2 separate regions of the Mus musculus genome follow, and region 2 is linked to region 1. The links are chromatin contacts, called in public Hi-C maps. All regions are on one chromosome and are shown on one strand. The core of a region is the stretch at or near the end of the contact, and the rest is flanking DNA. Distances in the headings are between cores, read along the strand shown. Region 1 has its middle 31 kb from the start of Gm39411. Region 2 holds the start of E330023G01Rik (RIKEN cDNA E330023G01 gene).

Region 1 (3,106 bases), core at 396-2,895:
CTGCTCCAGGGCCATGCCTGCTGGCCTACTGCCATGTTTCCTGAATGGTATAGTCATGGGCTCTATCTAATTTTCTAACCATGAGCCCCAAATTATTTATTTTTTCTTTAAGACAAGATTTCTCTTTAGTAGTCCTAGCTGTCCTGGAACTTGTCCTGTAGACCCAGTTGGTCCTGAATTTAGAGATCTGACTGCCTCAGCCTTCTGAGTACTGGGATTAAAGGCATGCACCACCATCACCTGGCCAGTGAGCCTCAAATTAAATGCTTTCATTTATAGATTGCCTTGGTCATGATATTTTGTCAGGGAATAGAAAAATAACACACACACACACACACACACACACACACAAACACACACACACACACACACACACACACACACACACACACACACACACACTTCTTTCTGGAAATCCAAGGCAGAGATGGAGATATGAGACATGAGCTACATGGTCACTATGGTCCTCTGAGTGATCAAGGCCCTTTGTCCTCCATAACTCTTCTCAAAGATATCAGCTTTTTAAAAACATGCTTGACATGTTTGGTCAGGCAGGAAGTAGAGAGCTGATAAGCAGGGAAGGAAACAAGGGAGAGGGCAGTTTGGCTGGCCTTCTCCTGCCTTCTCTGTCTTGTGATTTGCCAACCCAAGTTTGGTCATAAACAACCAGGTCTCTGGGTATTTGGGGATGGGGGAGGGTGTGTACTGCCATCACATGTGCTGGGGACCAGGCTGGTGTCCTCTCATCTTGCTGTGTGGATGGAATATCTGTAAGGGTCAGACACTAAGGTTTTTCTCTTAACTTTTTCTAAAAGAATCATGTATATCTGTTTCTGCTGCTGCTTCTTGGAGTAGTTTGCATCTTTCAATGCAGTTCAGTTATATACAGAGTCTACATCTGAGATGCTAGGGCCTTGTGCTGGGCTTTAAGGAACTCTTCTTTGGTGTGTGTGTGTGTGTGTGTGTGTGTGTGTGTGTGTGTGTGTGTGTTTGTGCATGTGTATGAGAGTGCATGTGTGAGTATATGTGTTTGTGCATATGTGTGAGTGTGCATGTGTGAGTGTATGTGTTTGTGCATGTGTGTATGACTGTGAGTGAGTGTATCTGTGGTCTGTGTGTGAGAGTGTGTGTATAGGTGTGTGTGTTTGTGCATGTGTGTATCTGTACATGTGTGTGAGTGTGTGCATGTGTTTGTACATGTGTATGTTTGTGCATGTGTGTGAGTGTATGCATGTGAGTGTGCATGTAAGTGTGTGTGAGTGTGTGCATGTGAGTGTGTGTGTGTGTGTGTGTGTGTTTTGCAGGTGTCAAATAATAGACAACTGAACACAGTGGATTGATTTCCTCTGCCCTCCTTTATACTGCGCAGAAACATCCATCCTCCCGACCATTTCTCTGTTAATGAGCGTTCAAGATGCTCCTGAAGCTAAGTGCCCATAAGGAAAGAGGAAGGCCAGGTAGCCAAGGGCAAGGTGTCCTCTGGAACAACTGAAGTAACGAGACAACATACTTGCCACCATTTTCACAGAACCCTGACCGTTGTATACACTAAAAGTGCCAGCAGGAGGGTCCGCCCTCGCAGAGTCCGCCCTCGAAGAGTCCCCGCCTCTTGCACAGACTCAAATCCTCAAGGTCAGGAACTCAGCTCTGAGTCAGATTTCTGAAATTCCCTTTGCTTCCTTTAATTGACTTAGACAGTTCACTCTCACTGTACTGATTCCTCCTCGAGATTTAGAATGAGCTTTTACTAAGTGAAGGCAAACACCCTCCTCCTCCCCCATTCTGTCTCACTTGCTGTCTCACTTGCTGTCTCTGGCCACGAATTCCATTCCAAATTAATTTTTATTCCAACATGAGCCACTGTTGTTAGATCTTCTTTGTTTTCAATTCACTCTTATGAGCCCTTCGTGCTGGCATCTGTTATCATCTCAACACTTGAGCGGTGGAGGCAGAGGGATGGAGAGTTCAAGGCCAGGCCGGGCTGTGTAATAGGACGCTATCTTAAAAACAAAACCAAACAAAAAATGCCTCTTGTTCCCTAGCTCTTCTCTCTGGAACATTTGCTTCTTTTTCTGTCCTTTAGTGAAGCACATATTTTGTCTGAGCAGATTCTTGTGCTCTTACCCCTGAGTGAGAGTTAAGCGGGGCTTAGAATTCTGCACAGGCTATCAGTATGCCAAAGATGCTACTGCACTGCCCCTCACGTCGGCATGTGGTACAGACCTCCTTAGTACCCAGCACTCTTAGCACCCTAGAGATCTTTTTTTTGTCTTCTGTGTGTCTGCTCACAAGTTCCTCCACATTCCATCTTCAGAGATGTCTGAATCAAGCGATTTCCTGTGTTTGGAAAATGCTAGCTATCATTTCTTCACAGATCGACCGCTTCACAGTTCTATTTGCCCAACTATGACTTTATAGGGAGCCTGAGTCTCTTCCTCAGACGGTTCCATTAGCACCCATCAGACTTTCCAGCCTTGCCCCATGATGTGTTGGTGGCTCCCTGGCATTTCCTGTCCTCTATCCCTAGGTTTCCGTGTTGGTGCTTTAGCTCCAGCCCCTCGCTGCCTCTGCGGTCTCTGCTCAGTTGTTTCATCCGTCTCTTCAGACTTACATCTCAGTAATTTGCTTCTGTTTGAAGAGGTTTTTTTGTTTTGTTTTTTTCCTAAATGGTTGCTTTTCAGTCACTGTATCTGAATTGAGTTTTTAATTCTCAGTTTTACTTCATTAAATGTTTCAAACTTAGAAATCTCACTTGTTCTTTTAACCAGTCCAGAGTCTTGAGTCCTTCTAGCAACTCTCCTAGCGGCTGCGTCTTGCTATTCTTAGTTTTCTCTGAGTTCATCTATGACTCTGTAGGGAACCTGTGGGGCACACGGGATGGCTTATGACTCTCCCAGAGAGCTACTTGCTTGAGACTGCCTGTTTTCTTGGATGACCAGGGAAGTGACTTTGAACTCCAGACTCGTGCAGTGTAGGCTGTGATTAGGCATGTCTGTCAGCACACCCCTTTTAAAATTTTTTTCATTTCTCTACTTGGACACGAGCCAGGATATTTGTGTCACCTTGTCTCCTTTTGCTGGAGGCAAAGTTTGTTTTTTTTGTTTTT
Region 2 (3,106 bases), core at 252-2,751, 100 kb before region 1:
AAGTCTTTTCCCCTACTAACCTGCTTCTGCCAAAGAGGCCCTCCCCGCTTCCTGGAGGATATAGAGCAATCAGCATAGTGTCCCAACCTGGAGGCTGCAGACATGAGCCAGTGGGGGACATTTCAGATTCAATCTGTAAGTGGGGGGGGGGCTCTAAACTCAGGCTTTTCAAAGGTTGTGCTCTCTGTTTGCAGTGCTCAGGGCCTCCCTGGCCCCAACCTTGTCTCATGGACAGCCACTGTAACTCATTCCCTTTAGAAATCCTAATTCCAAAAAGCCAGGTTCTTAATTGTTTTGCTGGTCACTCTTGAACCAGTGACCACCTTGGTCTGGTTAGCTGGGACCAGGCTGCTGGAACCACAGGGCCCACACTATGGCCCAGGCAGGAGAGGGCCTGATTGGTAGAGGCTCTCAGGAGGAGGAGGGACTGGCCTGTGTCTCTAGCCACAGACATCCCTTAGCACATGGTCTCAGGCTGTTCTTGATGCTCCTGGATCCTTGGCTACTTGATGAAAGTAGGGCCCGTGTATCATTTGCGTCTTGATCTTGAATGCCTGACCCATGTGGCCTGAGAACTGGGATGTGGATTCCTGTGGGGTGGGGGCAGGTTCTCAAATCATCTCCTCGGTTGCCTCTTCAGACCGAAGGGTCCCATTTTGGTGGTGTGAGGTTCACTGCTGGTCTGCAAAGCTCAGGTCTGGGAAGTGTCTACAAGTGTTTGGTGGTCCCTATTGCTCAGGAAAATCTCTCTGAGTGGACATTGCAAAGTGTTTCTAGGTGTCACAGCTTTTGCCTGCCTGTGACTGCACTGGGGACAGAAACCACTGGTCTCCAGCCCTGGCTCTCACAAAGATGGCCACATTTCTCAGAGGCCCAGTCCCCGGGGTCTACCTACACTCAGGGAAGGAAGTGTACCTGCTGCTCACACTGGCATTGATCCTGTCCTCCTGCCTCACGACCCCAGCCGTGGGAAGGGAATGGGAGATCTCTCCCCACCACATGCAGCTGCTCCTGGACACCGCTTGGTGAGGGGGACCTGGTCATGCATGGCCCTTTGCTGCTTCTCCTTGTAGTCTTCAAGATCTGAAGTTGATTCCTTTGAAGGGCTGAGGATGTTTTATAGTCTCCTCTGAGGGTGTTGGGTGGAGAGGGGTGACATGGCATTGTGGAAAGGACCAGAATATCCAGGGTTTGAACCTGGGCTCTTGAAGGCTCAGGCAGGCCCCAGCACACTCCTCTCAGAGTTTTGCTTTCTTCCCCTAAGAGTTTCTACCTAGAGGAGTCCCAGAAGTAGCCTGGGAGACACCTTGTATACTCAGGTTTTGGAGGTCAGTAAATTAGTATAGCCCTTCTCTTAGGAGAATGGGAAGGCTCCTCTCTGAGTCTCTTAAGCTACAAGGTGACCTCACCCTGTTATTCTACTTCAGGGTCCTGGTTGGGAGATACAGTCATACTGGGTCCGAGGGCCAATCAACAAATGCTCAGGGAACTGGCCTCTACAGGGTCACTGGCTCCGGGAGCTCCAGGTGACTTCTACAGAAAGAAGGGAGCCTTAGAAAGGCTGAAGCACACCAGCAGGCACACAGTGAGACTGCTGGGGGGAATGGCACTGCAGAAACAGCTGGAACGCATGGAAAAGCTATGAAGTTCGAAGGTAATGGGAGGGGGGGCAGTTCAGTGGTGCAGAAGGAGTCAAGGCAGGGGAGAGCCCTGTCCTGTGGGTGGATAGGGGCTGCAGCACCATGGTAGTGCTTCTTTCATTCTATAGGAACAGAAAGCTGGAGCATGTGAGGTCAGGAGAGTGCTTGCCATGACCCAAGACCAGAGAGCAGGGAGCCAGAGCAGCTCCACAGCAGTGGGAAGGGAGGGTGCAAAGAATACAAGGAAACTTGGCATGGCTGTGTGAGCAGAGATGGGACACAGATGGTCAGCTGAAGGAAAGCCCACACTTTGGGTCTGTGTGTGTGTGTGTGTGTGTGTGTGTGTGTGTGTGTGTGTGTATCTGTCTGTCTGTCTGTGTGTGTAGCCCTGACAGGACCAGGAAGTGAATGAGTGGGTCAGTTGCAGCGAGGCCTTGCCTGTGGGCTGAAGGCGGTCTGGTTGATCTCTATACTGCCACTGGGGCTGAGCAGAGTCCCATGGGGTGACACTGTGGTCTGGCATGGGGGTCACTCTGACAGGACTTTCATGGCTGTACCGTATTAGCTGGTTAATCTTAAGGAGCAGTTCTTTCCCTTCCTGGGCCTGACTAAACCAGCCTCCTGCCAGTGACTTTGAAATGGTCCAGTTGAGTGGAAGAGGAAAGAGAGGGAGAAGCCATGGGTGGATGGAGTGCCAGTTGCTCACCCCCACCCATCTCACAGGCTGCATCTCTCGGGACCTTATCCAGCTGGCTTTGGGGCCAGTGCTATCCCAGTTCTCCCATCCTCCACAAGGATTCACACTCCATCCTGTGTTATTGGAGGTGCCTGGTGGCCTTGAGGTGGCTGCTCCCACTCCCTATCGGCTGTTGACATACGAGTGCCCTAGTAAGGAAAATATTTTCATTCTTGTGTAACAGCACTCTCAGGCCGCTTAATCGTATTTTTCCTTTGTCTTTAAAAACAAGCTCCTGTGTGGTTTCCTGTCTTTTTGCTGTTCTAAGGCTGTTCTAGGACTAAGCTGTGCTCGTTGATACTTGGTTTTTCACTGGGTTGCTGCCCTTGACTTCTTTACCTGGGACAATGGCTGAGCCCACTCATGTGCCTCAAACCACATGTGACACTTCATGGACAGAGGTTGCCTGTCATCCTCACTTCTACTCTGGGATGGGGATATTGCTTTATTTTGCAAGAGAAAATGGCATCCAGAGAATTAAGAGCCCTGCCCAAGGCTACATAGCCTTGGGAAGCCCAGGGCCTGAAATGGAAATCCAAGCTAGTAGGTTCTCCAAAACAGCTTGTAATATGCTAATAAAACATATCTGCTCATATCCTGTTCCTATTGGTATCGTATCCCAATACCAACATGATGTGATGAACTCAGCCAGTCCATTAGAACTTCTCTGGGCATGACAGCCAGTTGTAAGTAAGTAGGATTTGAAATAATAGATTGTTGACTGATTGTA

Evidence for each region. A called contact is a pair of places that touch in the nucleus more often than the background predicts.
Region 2: a Hi-C map of granulosa cells shows a contact between it and region 1, with 1.9 times the contacts expected there. The contact joins the promoter of E330023G01Rik here to the enhancer-like site in region 1. A contact is called at or near these places in 1 of 39 promoter capture datasets (liver), 3 of 15 datasets of contacts at CTCF or cohesin (liver, pro-B cells and stem cell-derived epiblast-like cells), 27 of 484 Hi-C or Micro-C datasets (the 63-12 cell line, 8-cell embryo, the HPC-7 cell line and 11 more) and 4 of 115 datasets of contacts at active chromatin or transcription factors (the 230-238 cell line, embryonic stem cells and hepatocytes).

The regions. Positions count from the first base shown.
Region 1 is chr9:98,716,735-98,719,840 of GRCm38.p6, reverse strand. No RefSeq gene overlaps it. Among named protein-coding and RNA genes, the nearest start is that of Gm39411, 31 kb to the left of the region's middle. Within about 2 kb of position 1,645, at least 8 of the 459 cell types and tissues checked have an H3K27ac peak or open chromatin away from gene starts, as enhancers often do. A contact at or near this core is called in Sertoli cells and granulosa cells, where this site is marked.
Region 2 is chr9:98,818,482-98,821,587 of GRCm38.p6, reverse strand. E330023G01Rik (RIKEN cDNA E330023G01 gene) reads left to right here and starts at 1,501. Exons shown (of 3, transcript NR_045332.1): 1 at 1,501-1,654.